Regions from separate parts of the Mus musculus genome. Here regions 2, 3, 4 and 5 are each linked to region 1. A link is a contact called in public Hi-C and HiChIP or PLAC-seq data. All regions are on one chromosome and are shown on one strand. Each heading gives the region's core, a stretch centred on a gene start, on an enhancer-like site or on the middle of the called end of the contact. The rest is flanking DNA. Distances are from core to core; before and after follow the strand shown.

Region 1 (2,769 bases), core at 185-2,684:
CAGAGAAGTTGCCACTAGTGCCCAGATGAGATAGCCAAGAGTTAAATTGGAGGGGCCAAAGCTTTAGGTCTTAGACCACCACCGTCTCTGGTGGTTAACTATTGACACCGAAAGCATACAGTGCCAGCATTCTGCCCTACGCCAGCGCCTCTTGAGCTACGATGCCGTCCAAGTCTGTACGGTGTAACCACAGGGTCTCACTTTTCCTTGAGCTGATGGCCCCCTAAACATGGATCCCTTTGTGGTATTGGGAGCGCTGACATCCCTGCAATGCCCCGGGTACCCATAGAGACCTCTGCACATCCAGGAGCCTTGCACGTAAAGGAATCTACGAAGCTAACAGCAACTCCATCTTATGAATTTTACTCTCCTGGCACGGTTGCCATTTGGCTCTGTGCTGTTAAGCAGCCACGCTTTGCTTGGTTCTCTTCCAACTTTTCCAAACATGTGCCTGGCACCCACGCCAGCTTCAAAGGAAGTATAAATGTGACAGGAGACGTGCTGCGGGGTTGCGTTTGTGTATATGTGTTAGTGTGACTCTTAAAAAGACAAGTGTTAAGTTCTACAGAGTAGCAACTTTTACAAGGGGAATGCTAACTTTCTTGCAGACCAGTTACTTATGTTCGTTTAATATATTTCTTTAAACTCTTGGTATCTTAAGCTAGGGAGGCACCCTGGTAAGTGAAGGATCCCTGAGCCCCAGGATGAGGTACACTTTGTGGGCTGGGTGCTAAAGCTATGCAAAAGAGTACCCTTAGGCTGTGTCGGTCTTTCTGCCCCCAGGAGCTACCCATACCCACTCTGGCTGTGGGCACGAGTATGTTCAGGGCATGCATCATCCAAACTCCTTCTCCCACTTAAGGAAGCCATCTGGGCACCAGGGTTAGGGTAAAGTGCTTGGGCTCCTAAGGCAGAAGCTCTGCAAAGGTTTGGGTCCGCGCAGCTGTCTCAGCATGAGAAGCAACGGGTCCAGTGGATCCCAGTTCTCTAGGGATGAGTCCCATCTCTTCTGGCACCCGGACCCCAGAGGAAAGGTGTCAGAGGGAAAGGGACTCTGTGTTTCCCCAGTGTAGGCGCGCTGTACCTTGGATTCCAGGCTGCTGGTGGACGCAGGAGAGGGCGGCTGCTCTGTGCCCGTTGCCTCCCCGGTCAGTCCGTCTCCGCTGTCCTCGCGGGCGCCACTTGGAGGAATCATCGTGGCCGGCCGCGGGAACTGTGTTGGGCTTCTGGGGGAACCGCAGGCTCGTGCTTGATCGCTCAGTGCCGCCGGGTCCCCGGGATGTCCATCGCGCCAGGCGGCGGCGTGTGCCCTGGGGCCTCGCCTGACCAGGTCCTGCCCACCTCCCCGGCCTCCGCCCCGCCCCGCGCAGCGCCCGCAGCCACCTCACTGGAGATCGCGCGCCTCTAGTCGTGACTGCCGCCCACCGCAGCGGGCGGGTGGGCCCGGGCTGGCCCCTCCGAGGACGGGAGGCGGCGGCTTGGGGCGGGGCTGCGTGGTCGTGCGGGGAACCCAGGGCGGGAGGGGGCCGCGCCCACTCCGACAGTGTGGGAGATCCGCGCTGAGCGCCCGCGCTGGGTCTAGTGATGTTCTAAGGAAACCGCTCAGCAAACCCCCAAGGAACAGAAAAGAGAGTACAAACAAGTGCTATGGGCCACCTTCAGCGAACCCTTCATCCCTGGCGGCCCTGAGCATGAAGAGAGATGTGGTGGTACTTAGCTTAATTTATAGTTCAGTGACAGCAGGAACTAGTGTGGGCGTCCTCTGACCCATGGGCACTGCAATTTCCAATGTTCTGCTTTGATCTAAATCAGGCAGATAATACACTTGGTGTATGGACACCTGGTCCCCAATTTCTCCTACTGAGCCTCACAGGCTCACTATGGGTTAGGCATGGTCACTTCCATTTATAGACGAGGAAACCTAGGTTTGAAAAGGGTTGCTTAAAGCCACTCAGCTATAAATGGCAGAGCTTTTCAAATCCATGCCATTTGGACTGGGGTGCCTCAAAGCTAAGCCAGGCTTAGAGGCTGAAAGAAGTTGGGCTTCAGGGCTGGGCTTGCATTTTAGAACCTGCTTAGACCGGTGAACTGGACCGCTTTACTCAATCTCTTGGCATGGAGATTGGCAGGAGACAGAGCATCACTGGACCAAGGCATAGAAGGATCCGGTTTAGTTTTTAGACACAACAGAGTATGTAGCCAGAGGGAATACTTCTACATTTATAAAAAGCCTTTCGTACATGAATACTAGACTCCCTCCTTATTTTTATGTCTAGAAAACTAAATTTATTTTGTCATTTGGGATTAACATGTAGAGTAACTGGGTCATTTGTGATATTTTCATGTGCACATATAAATCCTTATTTCTATCTACTCTCCTCCAGCTCATCTCCAAAATCACAAACATTACCCAGGAGGCTCATGTAAGAATATAATTGAGGGTTCTAGGCCAGACTGGGCTAAGTAATGAGTTCTAGATCAGCCTGGGCTAAGTGATGAGTTCTAGATTAACCTGGACTACATAGTAACAACCTGTCTTAAAAGATAAAACAAAAGAAAAAAGATATGAGCAAAAACAACCCTAAAATCAAACAAACCCTGTTACCCACCCCCACCCCTCACCCCTGTGACTTAGACCAACCTCACCAGTAAGCCTGGAAGGCCCCAGGTGTTCCTCCATGAAACATAATCCTCATCTGTTAACTGGAAACAAAATTCTCACTAGCTGAAGTTGCACCAACAACCACCAGCCTTAGGTAGACACAGACA
Region 2 (2,769 bases), core at 162-2,661, 230 kb after region 1:
AAACAAGACCCCAAGCAACTGCTTCAGACCGCCCTAAGCCGGGATGAATAAAAGGGGAACACTGCCCTCTGGAGGCTGCAAAGAGAAGAGGGCTTCGTGTTTGGTCTCTAAAGGAAAGAAAGTAGCATCCTATTTCACAAACTCAAAGGCAGGCAGGTGAGCTTCCATGAGCACCGCTAGAGATGGAGTCATCTGTCCACAGGGGATATATTTTTAAGAATCTGAGAGAAATCAGAGACATAATTTTGAAATGAGCAAGTGAAGGTCATTCCTGAGACTCCAGTTGTCTACTGGGAGTCCCTAATGCTCGAGGTACCTCATGTTTGATGTAAGGTGTTTTGCTGGAGAGGGTAATTCTATGTATGTGGAAGAAATGCAAAAACCGATCCAAACCAAGCCAAACCAAACAAACCAACCAAAAAAAAAAAAAATAAAAAAAAAAAATAAAAAGAAGAAAAAGAAGAAGAAGAAGAAGAAGAAATGAAACAAAACAAGAACCCAATAAGAACCCAATTAGTCCGTGTGGTGGTGCAAGTCTTCAGTCTTAGCATTCAGGAGACAAAATTGAGATGATTAGGAGTTCAAAGCCAGTCTCATCCATTTAATGAGTTCAAGGCTAGGTTGTTCACAGAGATACCCCCCTCCCATACACACAATTCAGAAAAAAAAAGTACCAACCAACAACTCTATGCTATATATTTCTTAATATTTTTGACACAAAGAGTAATGCCTAAAATTCATTTCCCTCTATAACATTGTAAGGGAGTTAACCAATAAAACACTTTTTGTTGGGGGTTGGTAGATTGTAAGAACTCATTAGTCTCCCTGTGGTTAAACCCTAGGGCAAAGAAAATAAATAAAGTTAAATTAAATTAAAACAGTTTTCTATTGGTTAAAAAGAATAAAAAGGGAAAATGGAAGACAAGCACCCACCTGGAACAAGACGGAGAAACAAAATGGCGGTTATTTACCTGAAAGAGAAGAGCCAGGGAACAGGCAAGAGTGGGTGGGTATCCTGGAGCCTCTGCAAGCCCACAGGCAGTTAGAAGAGTTTGAATGGAAGCTGCGCAGACAGAAATTCCAAGTGAGGCTGTTAACTGTGAGTAGCAGAGAAAGTCAGCACTTTCCATTTCCATGGGTGTGCCTTCACAGGCATGTGTACACACACCTGCAAGTGCAGGGCATGGTGGGTGGCCTGCCCCATAGTTGCTTCTTAGTGAGTCGCCCAAGTTCATCCTGGAATCTCCAGTTCAGGAACTCAGAGCTTCCGTCTCAATATTTTTAACGTTTCAAACTCGCGATGCAAGTCTGTAAGTACCAACCCTCCCCTGCTTGGAACTTCCTACCATAGACATCCCATACATCAGGACCCTGTTTTCATCTGGTCCAGTGCAGGATGCTGAGCTGTGCTTGAGGCGCCGGCGCTGGAGCTGGTGGAGAGCGCCACCTGCTGTCGCTCGTTGTGCCTTGTGTGCTGTGTGTTCCAGAGCTTCCGCCACTTGGACATAGCTTTCCTCAAGATAGTCTTGGTTCTTTTGGGTCATTTTGCCCAAATGCAAACGCATTTGCATTGTGGAGGGTGATGATAACCGAGAGAAAAACCTCAAATGAAACACAGTTTCTGCATGTTTAACCCACAGTAAAGGAGAGGAAAAGAAAAACTGGCCAGCTTCTTCTTCTTCTTTTTTTTTTTTTTTTTTTTTTTTGAGACAATTTTACAAGGTCAGTTAGAGAATTCAATTCTGTGCCCCAGGAAAAGCATCTAAAAGCCATTCTCCCGGCTTTATAAGATAAACGAGTTGGAATAGCATCGATATTGAACACTCTCAAATTAGCAAACAGCTTCGTCCCTGGCTCATACAGGGAACCCATTCAGTCAGCTTGACTGTAAAATTCTCCAGCATTGGTTTCAGCCCCATGGACCCCCCCTTGCCACCCCCACACACTGTGCTCCACTTCTGTTTGCAAAGGGAGGCTAGAGGAGGGGGAAATGAAAGAGGCGTAGGTTTAGAAGACCCACTAAATACAGAAGGTGGGGTCTCTAGTACCACACACATCTCTTTAATGTGATTGATTGGAGGGAAACCCTTCTTATATTTTTGGTTGTGAGCCTAGCCTTTAATGGCTGATCCATCTCTCCAGCCTGGGGTAAGCATTCTTGACAACAACCCAATGTGTGTGTGTGTGGGGGGGGGGGGGTGTGTGTCTTATTTTCTTCTGATCCCTGGCTTTCTCAGCAGTCTTTACTCACACACCACCTTTGCAGCTATAATTATACAAGGCACCCTGTAATGTGAGTCAAAATGCGCTGCACTGGAAATCTGAAGAGCTGGGCTTAGTTTTAGTGCTTTACAGCAACTGCAGAAGTGGCCTCAAGGTGCTAAAATTCCCCCCTAGATTCCAGTTATTTCACAGGTAAGAAAGGTATGTACTTTGGTGGCCAAAACCGTATCTGACCTTGGAGGCATGTCATGTATTGTGACCATAAGAACGCCCATTAATAAGACTACATTTTTAGAATAGTATAATTAAAAGGAATAATTTGTAAAGGTGATTTAGCCTTCGGAATCCCCAGTTGACAGAAGCAGTGGGCACGCTACTGTATTGTTATCATCACTCCTTAAGATGATGGCATAGAATTTTGTTGGGTAGCCTGAGAGAATTGCATCTGAGTGTGTGACTAACAAGAGTTCAAGTTTAAAGCACAATTCGTGTGAAATATCCAACAGAGAAGATAGCTTCATTTCACAATCATGCTGGTATCTTGAG
Region 3 (2,769 bases), core at 182-2,681, 210 kb after region 1:
TTGACAAAGATATTATAATAATTGTTTGTAAATGTAAAAATTTCTCCAAAAGTGGTGTGTGTGTGTGTGTGTGTGTGTGTGTGTTTACTTAAGGAAGCCAGAAGAGGGCAGCAGATCCCCTGATGCTGGGATTACAGGAGATTGAAATCCCTCTTCTCTCCCTACACTTGGGCATTAGGCACTTAACTCTGGTCTTCTTCAATTTCTCTTAACTGCTAAATAATTTTTATGTTTTGAACTTGAATTGGGAGTATCACAGTCTTGATGATTTAATACAGATAGAAAAAATATATAAGCACACATATGTCAACACACAGTTTGGTATCCAGAAAGGGGCAGGTAAGTAGAGGATGCAGGTCTTTGCTTAGGAAAATTTATTTCGTTCTGACAAATAGTTAAAAATATAAGAGATGGGAGATGGCTTAGTTAGCAAAGTGCTCACCACATAACCAAGAGGACCTGAGTTTGCTTCCCAACACTGAAGTAAAAAGTCAAATGCAGTTGTATTCTCCAGGGCTTGGGGGTAGGAGGGAAATGGAAGTCCCTGAGGCTCACTGCCCAGCCAGTCTAGCCTAAGTGGAAAGCCTCAAGTCCCAGTAAGAGAGCCTGCTTCAAAAAATAAATTAAGATGGATAGCTCTTAAGAAATGAAATAGGAGATTGATTTCTCTCCTTCACAAAATCTTGTGTATGCATGCACACAGGTGTGCAGATACACATTTGTAAACACCATATTTTAATTCAACTTTCATATTACACATGGGGGTGGATAAAGGGATGGAGGGAGAGAGGGTTGGAGAGAGAGACAGAGAGAGAGAGCATATATATGCTATATAGCTCTCTTCTCTCTCTCTCTCTCTCTCTCTCTCTCTCTCTCTCTCTCTCACTCTCCACACACACACACACACACACACACACACATACATATTTTCCACCACTTGACACGACCATACACACACGCACACACTCATATACACATTCTCTTTGCTGTCTGAAGATCTTTAAGACTCCATCTCTTGTCTGTTTAGTGGACTCCGTTGCTCTATTGTTATGGCAGCAATTTGCATGGTAGCATAGAAAAGCAAGAAAACCCACCCACTTCACAAAAGCATCTGGTGTGTTGCTTATGTTTTTATCCTCCTCCATGTCTTGCTATGGAAATCCAGATCGAGATTTTAAGGGAGCAGGAAGAAGGTGAGAAAACACTTCTCCTGAAAGAGACACTATTTTAACTGAAATAAATAAAGCAGCGAATATTCCAGAATATTATGGAAGCAGTGACAGAAGAACTTGCCACTATCAAGACTGAGAATCACAGGGTAGATTTGGATGAATGATGTTAATATATTCCTGTCTGGTGGGGTGTCTATAAATAGCACCCGCCAGGCACAGGGTGAGTCCTTCATGATTAGTCTCTCCTGACTTGCTTCATCATTTGGTACCCTCAGACTCTTGACAGTCACTCCTGCTGATTAGGAGGGATGAGCCGGCCCCTTCAGGCTGAAACAGGGCTCTCAGCAAGAAGAGGCAGGCTCTACCCAGGTCTCCCAGAGACCCCTGGAACAGATAAGTACTTCTTCTGTGGGGCCACAGAGACCTCCGAGTTCCCAGAGTACAATGGAGTCACAGTTGACACTTGAAACCTGAAATGGCAACTTTGGGGAAGGAAGAAAGGCAGCCATCCTATTGTGATTCTATTCTGACTATTTTTGTGTGCACATCAGACTTCCACTCTGCCTTTCAGATACCTCTGATGTACTTGACACTGTGTAGGTCAAAGCGGCCCAGGGCACGGCTGTGGAAGGTGAGTAGCTACAGGGAATACCTTCCTATTAGATACGTGATGGGTGGGGTGGGAGAGAAAGCCTGGCATCTGGAGTCTAAATCCATCACGCAGAATCTAAATTGGTAGACAGATTTTACATGGGCAAACAATTACTAATGTAGTCTACTTAGTTCTGAACTCTGGTAGAGACAACAGTCTGAAGAAATGAAGGCACAGGAAATACAGGGGGTAGGCTGTGTGTCTGTCACAGAATAGGCAGCCTTTCCTCCACACTTGAAAATTATTAGGTAGCAACTTGATGCTTTACCTGGAGGATTGGTAAGATATTTTTATACTAGAAATGCTTGAGTATAAGTGTCGTGACGAAAAAAGCCCCTGTTGTTCATAATACTCCCCACTTAATTTTACTTGATATTGTGAATAAAGGGCAGAGGGGCCAATTAAACAAAGAAGAAAATGCAGGAGCTGTAGCTTTAAGGCTCCACATTTCTTAGGAAGACAGAAAAAAAGGTTTCTGGTCTCAGATATTTGCTTTCCTATCGTGGAACTTTCTAGAAAGTCACATTTGGACTGTGTGGGCCTGGTTTCTGCATATGGAATTTAATTATTAATAAAATTCACACGTCTAATGAGCACCTGCTGTCTTCTTTGGGTCAGTCCATTTTTATCAGTTTGGGATGGACATTAATCATGTATGGCGAACTTCTATTGGGTTTGATGTATTGCACTTTAAAAAGTTACTCTGAGATAATTTTAGACTTCGAGAACAGGAGAGCATTCCCATACATCACCCACCCAGCAAACCCTCCTGTTAGCTCCTTGCATAATTAAGAGTACATTTAGTAGAATCAGCAGTCACATGGCACCATTAATTACATTATAGCTTCTATTGGGTAGACATATCTTCTAGAAGTTATAACTAGAAAATAGTCAGTAGATAAGAAAGTATGCTTAGCAATAATTGGCCAAAGAGGAAGGTTTAGT
Region 4 (2,769 bases), core at 84-2,583, 190 kb before region 1:
TAATTGGTGTGTACCCCACTGGAGTATTGGGTCATCCACACTCATTCCAGGCAGGAGGCCGGGCTACTGTTGAGCCTTTGGACTATGTTCTGTATTTGTTCTTTTAAGAGTGAAAAGTAGTTCTCAGTCTCTATTTTATACGAACCCGGGATCATTCTGTTTCCAGGGATAGGTAGCTGCTGAGACTGCCCCATTGTCCACCCTTAGGGCACCTCAGGATCTGGTGAGGCCAGGTGCCCTGGCATTTGGGTTCCTGGGTCCCTAGCTCTTTTTGCCCTGTTACTACCTAAGGTCTTAGGACCTCCACATGTCTCACTGCCTGATGCCTGAGAGCCTTAGAGATGCTCCTGAGAGCAGTGACTCTGCCTGGCACTGTCGCTCAGCAGCCCCTCCCCCAGCTCTGGGACATCAGTATCTCCTCATTGCTAAGGCAGGAAAAGGACAAACTTTGACCCCCAAGTTGGTTCTTCATCTTTTTTTTTGCCAAACATCCTAAAGGCCAAGGAACCCAAAGAGCTCCTATAGGAACCCAAGGAGACAAAGGCAACCGGGAGCAGAGAAAGCTAGAGGCTTACAACGAGCCTCCCAGCTGTGGGTCTGCAGAGCCTACTGACCTGCTTTGCCTGCTCTGAAGTGGGCAAAGTAGACTACACTAAAGCAGACTCCAGAGCACTTTCCAGAACAGTGTGCCTGTCTTGTCTGCCAGGATTACCCTGGTTAGGATTGTACATTATCATGGCTATTGTGAACACCGCTAGCTGGAGATACTAGTGCCCTATCCTTAACTAAGTAAAGAATCTCTGTGGACATCCTAATAAGAATCTGAAGTGTGTGTGTGTGTTTGTGTGTGCCTCTGTGTGTGTGTGTGTGTGTGTGTGTGTGTGTGTGTGTGTACAGGTGAGTGTGGAGCCAGAGGATAGCCTCAGGTCCTGTCTACTTTGTCATTTGAGACAAGGCCTCTCAATTGACCCGGGGTCCCATAGGCTGGCCAGCTAATGGGCCCCAGGATCCACCTGCTCTTACCTCTTCAGTGATGAGATACAAGTACACACCACCACGTGCAGCTCCTTAGAAGGGGTTCTTGGCTTGAGTTCAGATCTGAATGCTTGCATGGTGAGCATTTTATTGCCCCGGAGTTCAGACTTAATCTACCTTAGCCAAGAAGCTGAGTAAATTACTTTATTTGAAGTTAAACTAGGGTTTTTTGAGTTTTCCCTTACTACCAGGGCCGGTGACATCTTGACAAATGAGCAAGGGTGAACAGGTAAGTGTTCCTGATAGACTTCAGGCTGGGCAGCCTGGCAGCTCACTAAATAGCCACCAGGTGGCGCTGCATACAGCACTGCAGGCCACCTTTCCCGTGTGAGTCGCTGAGCCGTGGCTGGCCTTGGAAGTAGCATTGCTTGGATCAGGAAGGGTAGAGTTTTGCTTGTGCACAACAATGCCTTGCTGCTCATGCTCCTGACCTTGTACCCTAGGGACTGTAGCTATTATTGGTTTCTGATGAATGCTTTTCTGACAATCTGGCTTAGCATCTTTCTCATTTTCTGCCTTGCTGGGTTTAATGTCTCAAATCGGGATATTTCTGTCTGACAGATAAGGGCTGTATCATCAGAACAAGATGTTCTTGCTTGTGGTGATAAAAAGCCTCTACAGCGCTCGGCCCTGGCATAGCCTGATTCCATCCCAGGGCAGGGTGAAAGCCAGGGTGGCTGGACCAGGGGCCAGGGTGGGCAGTGCTGGAGTCAGAGGTGAAGAGGACTTCAGAGGAGGGGCTGTCACGAGAAAAGGCTTACAGTTGGAAGGATGATTAAGGTTGGAGAGGGGCTGCAGAAGGAGCTTAGGAACAGAAGTTCACAGAAAAGTACAAGCATGCTATTTGCATTTTAAAAATGTCTGCTTTGCCATAGACACTGAGCAAGCCAGAGAGACGTGTTCTCAAAGTTAAGATGGATCTGTCAAATTGCTTCTTGGAAACACATTTTCTGGGTTCAGTAGGGCACAAGTTTGGGTTGCATTTGCTATTGGGGATTCTTTGGCAGGGTGGTAGGCGGGTGATGTGGAGTCAGCTGTAAGCTACGGCCACACCCGAGGGCTGCCACACCTGAGGGCTTTGAGTCCTTTGGGTTTATTTGTGCTTATTCTCTGAGAGAGGGAGGGAAAGGAGAGAGGGCGTGAGATAGAAATTGAGATAGATAAATAGAAAAAGAAGGTTGGGCTTGGACATCAACCCGAGAGCATCAGTCTTTCTCTCCTTCTTTCCTCTTGTACTTTTTTCTTTTCTCTTCCATCTCTTCTCTCTCCCTTCTTCCCTCCCCACTGCTCGCTCTTTCTCTCACCCACAGCCCCAATTCTTGGGTCGGGAAAAGATTAGATCAGGCTAACTTAGAACTGGCCAGCATGAAGGAAGAGATAAGATCTTGAGATTGAACTGCTCATATTGTACATTTTTTTCCCCTAATAGCAGCTGCTGACAGACAAGAGACCCGTGTACCGCTGCAACCTTTAAAAATAGCTAAGGGTCAGCCAACATTTTAAGATTAGAAAACTAAAATGAGCTAGACATATCCAAAACATCGATTCTATTGATCACAACCCTAGAGCTGTGTTTCCACATGCTGAAAAATTGTTAGCGAATCATTGTATGATGAAAATATGTTTTTATTCCTGCATATGGCAGTACCTTAGAAATGTTGAGATTTTGTGTTGGAGAGATGGCTCCAAGATCACGGACTGCTCTTCTAGAAGGCCCAGGTTCAATTCTCAGTA
Region 5 (2,769 bases), core at 171-2,670, 150 kb after region 1:
TACAACTTCTGGAGAATCCTGAGACAGCAGACGTGGGGAACCTTGCCCTGGGTCACTAGCAAAGACAGAATGAAAGTGAGGCTGCCTGAAAATCTAGGACATGAGGCTTCCTTAGTCTGCTTAGGCTCCTAATAGTGTCATTAACTGGAGACAATGAAAGTGCTCACCCTTAGAAACTAATTTTTGAAACAGACATGTAAACAATGAGTCACTCTCATAGCTAGAAGGAATGGGGATATTTACATGCGATGATACAGAAGGTGTCTGCCATGCTGGAGAATTTCCTATTCCTCCCCACAAAGAGTCAAAGCCAAAATCCCCACTGTCAAGATTAAAGCAAAGGGCAGGGCCTGTGGGAGGCTCTGAGACCATGAGAGTAGAACTTGTAAGAATGAAATTAGAGTCCGTTATAGAAGAGACCACACACAGCTTGCTTATCTCTTTCCCCACATTTGTGATTGGATGTTCATCTGTAACAAACAGCCTTTGTCAGGAGCCAAATCTGCTGGTACCCTGATTTTGCACTGTCTAGCTTCCAGAATTACAAGGAACACATTTCTGTTCCTTCCTCATGAGTCATGCAATCTACCGAAGTCTAACATCTCACACAGGCTGATGGTGGCCACACGGGGCATCTTAAAGGACAAGGCCAAAGTGAGCATGCTTCGTGTAGTAAACATTTCCCTATAAGTTATATGAATACAAACATATACACACGTGGACACACTACGTGCACCGTTACACACGGACCTGCTCATGGCATTGGGGGATTGGGAAGGTTAGATTCTGAATGTGGAGTGAAAAATATCAGCTTCAGCACCTTTCAGAGTGTTTGGATTCTTTTTCCCCAAGGTTGGCCATAAAGCAGCTTTTGCTGCTTAAAATAGAAATTCTGCTCTGGCTGCATCCAGAAAGCTACGCTTTTATGTCAATAAGCAAATCCTAGATCAACAATACTGTTTTCACCTTCTGTGAATCCACACAAGAAGTATTTAAGCACACCATCATGGCTGTGAATGAGCTCTGCTGGCCATGGGCACTTGTCATCCTGGAGCTTGCCCAGTAGCTCAAAGCCAGATGAGATCTGCACCTGTGCACACCTATGACCTATTTCTGGGGATGCAGCAGCTCACAGCTGGAGACAGAGAAAGGAGGGAGAGGCAAGGTTTGGACCTCAGGCACTGTGTGCTTCCTATCCATGCACAGAATAGAGAAGGAAGCTAACTTGCCTGTGGTGACCTTGGTGTGTGTCCTTTTGGAAAGTGGGAATGAGATTTGAGAGCAGCTGTTTGTCTTGGCATTTTATGGGCACAGACTCTGAGATCGTTATAAACACAGTGCTGGTCTTAACGTGGAGTACTCTGCCCCTCTGTAAACGGTGACACTGCAGCTTTGCAAATGCTTGCTGTGCAGTCATTTTCAGTGTCTAAATTACACTCAGTAGAGCTTTTTTGGCTCTGCTGTGGAGTAAGAGTGGGACGGCAGCAGGCTTCTGGACAGATTGCTAAATTAAAGCCTGGTTGAATCAGGATCAGTGTTGACTGTGTGCAGATGAGCAGACAGAACCTACCTGCTGTGGGCTTACTGAATACATTTTCACTGAAGGGAACTTAAATTTAGAAAAGGGAGCTAACAATGTGTAGGATACCCGTATGCCAGCCTCAGCCAAATATTTCCAATATAATTTTCGCAAATTACTTACTTTGAAGTAAAATATTGGAGACATTTTCCAAGCCAGTGAACAAAAGCAGAATCAAATGGAGTTAGGACTATCAAATACACTTGTGCAGTTCCCACAGTCCTGAACAGCTTCCAGCCAAGGGAGCAAATAGCATGTGAAATTTAACAGATTCTCTGCCTCTCAGCTGTGCACACAGCACCATAAAAGCATCAACATAGAAGCAGCCAAGAGGCTCAAAGTCGTGGCCCTGGGAGAACTACTTGGAATCACTCTATTTTTACTAATGTGTTTGCCAATTGTAATAAAGTACAAATTGAGCATAAAGGCAGGGCTACTGGGAAACCAAGAACTTGAGTGCACTTCCTATTTTGTGGAATCTAGGTTGCTCTTGTCATTTATTTTGGCCAGTGAAACAGGTAATACAATATCAGGGGCTTAGAGAGATGAGCCCCCAAAGCCTTGGAACATATGGTCTTTACTTTGGAGAGCCCAGGTGTTGTGTGCAGCTCTGGTTGATCTCTTTGAGGATCAAAACAAAAAACACCAAAAAAGCCCAAAGAAACAAAAAACCCAACCCAACCCAACCCAACCCAACCCAACCAACTAACCAACCAACCAACCAACCAACCAAAAAAAAAAAAAAAAAAAAAAAAAAAAAAAAAAAAAAAAAAAACCATGTGCAGAAAGATGCCCATAGCGGGTGAGTTGAGATCACACCTGATCAGGCTGAAATACCAGATTGTTACAGTCACTAGAGCTGACTGGTGCAGCAGAAGCAGGGGGATTGCCTAGATTAGTGCAGCTCAAATAGCTATATTTCCATATTGGGGTAAACTAATGATCATTGATTTAAAATACAAGATGGAGAGGTAGGTAGTTGCCTACTAGCAATAAAAGCAATAAGCCAACAAATCTTGGATAGGATTAACCAATTGTATTGTAAGAATTATTATCCTCCTCCTTCCTAACTCTGAGGACTTCAGCAAGTAGTAATTCACTCTTTCTGGAGAGTTTTCATAACACCGCCAACTACTATGCATGATGTTTTGGGGAACCAATGAAAATATCCTCCAAAATAGCATCAGAGA

What was found. A called contact is a pair of places that touch in the nucleus more often than the background predicts. HiChIP or PLAC-seq counts read pairs in DNA pulled down with a chosen protein or histone mark.
Region 2: an H3K4me3 HiChIP or PLAC-seq map of embryonic limb bud shows a contact between it and region 1, with 5 times the contacts expected there. The contact joins the promoter of 4930545L08Rik here to the promoter of Stac in region 1. A contact is called at or near these places in 14 of 39 promoter capture datasets (the C10 cell line, cranial neural crest, embryonic stem cells and 8 more), 1 of 15 datasets of contacts at CTCF or cohesin (embryonic stem cells), 9 of 484 Hi-C or Micro-C datasets (cerebral cortex, cortical neurons, embryonic fibroblasts and 5 more), 5 of 115 datasets of contacts at active chromatin or transcription factors (astrocytes, embryonic limb bud, embryonic stem cells and 1 more) and 4 of 9 other capture datasets (adipose tissue, embryonic stem cells, liver and 1 more).
Region 3: a Hi-C map of cortical neurons shows a contact between it and region 1, with 2.5 times the contacts expected there. The contact joins the enhancer-like site here to the promoter of Stac in region 1. A contact is called at or near these places in 8 of 39 promoter capture datasets (cranial neural crest, frontonasal cranial neural crest, hippocampal neurons and 4 more), 3 of 484 Hi-C or Micro-C datasets (cortical neurons and embryonic fibroblasts), 2 of 115 datasets of contacts at active chromatin or transcription factors (forebrain and stem cell-derived neural progenitor cells) and 3 of 9 other capture datasets (adipose tissue, liver and pancreatic islet).
Region 4: a contact with region 1 is called in a Hi-C map of the N1E-115 cell line, with 2.5 times the contacts expected there. The contact joins the enhancer-like site here to the promoter of Stac in region 1. A contact is called at or near these places in 4 of 39 promoter capture datasets (cranial neural crest, frontonasal cranial neural crest, hippocampal neurons and 1 more), 1 of 15 datasets of contacts at CTCF or cohesin (embryonic stem cells), 16 of 484 Hi-C or Micro-C datasets (the N1E-115 cell line, bone marrow-derived macrophages, cerebellar granule neurons and 8 more), 5 of 115 datasets of contacts at active chromatin or transcription factors (astrocytes, embryonic stem cells, forebrain and 2 more) and 2 of 9 other capture datasets (embryonic stem cells and liver).
Region 5: a contact with region 1 is called in a Hi-C map of cortical neurons, with 1.8 times the contacts expected there. The contact joins the enhancer-like site here to the promoter of Stac in region 1. A contact is called at or near these places in 12 of 39 promoter capture datasets (cranial neural crest, embryonic stem cells, frontonasal cranial neural crest and 6 more), 2 of 484 Hi-C or Micro-C datasets (both in cortical neurons), 2 of 115 datasets of contacts at active chromatin or transcription factors (embryonic limb bud and stem cell-derived neural progenitor cells) and 2 of 9 other capture datasets (adipose tissue and pancreatic islet).

What each region holds. Positions count from the first base shown.
Region 1 is chr9:111,688,914-111,691,682 of GRCm38.p6, forward strand. Stac (src homology three (SH3) and cysteine rich domain) reads right to left here and starts at 1,435. Exons shown (of 11, transcript NM_016853.3): 1 at 1,085-1,435. The coding sequence starts at 1,195.
Region 2 is chr9:111,917,318-111,920,086 of GRCm38.p6, forward strand. It overlaps 4930545L08Rik (RIKEN cDNA 4930545L08 gene), which reads right to left and starts at 1,412. Exons shown (of 2, transcript NR_166641.1): 1 at 972-1,412.
Region 3 is chr9:111,896,695-111,899,463 of GRCm38.p6, forward strand. No RefSeq gene overlaps it. Among named protein-coding and RNA genes, the nearest start is that of 4930545L08Rik, 21 kb to the right of the region's middle. Within about 2 kb of position 1,432, at least 3 of the 459 cell types and tissues checked have an H3K27ac peak or open chromatin away from gene starts, as enhancers often do. A contact at or near this core is called in cortical neurons, where this site is marked.
Region 4 is chr9:111,495,933-111,498,701 of GRCm38.p6, forward strand. No RefSeq gene overlaps it. Among named protein-coding and RNA genes, the nearest start is that of Dclk3, 58 kb to the left of the region's middle. Within about 2 kb of position 1,334, at least 11 of the 459 cell types and tissues checked have an H3K27ac peak or open chromatin away from gene starts, as enhancers often do. A contact at or near this core is called in the N1E-115 cell line, where this site is marked.
Region 5 is chr9:111,836,816-111,839,584 of GRCm38.p6, forward strand. No RefSeq gene overlaps it. Among named protein-coding and RNA genes, the nearest start is that of 4930545L08Rik, 81 kb to the right of the region's middle. Within about 2 kb of position 1,421, at least 25 of the 459 cell types and tissues checked have an H3K27ac peak or open chromatin away from gene starts, as enhancers often do. A contact at or near this core is called in cortical neurons, hippocampal neurons and pancreatic islet, where this site is marked.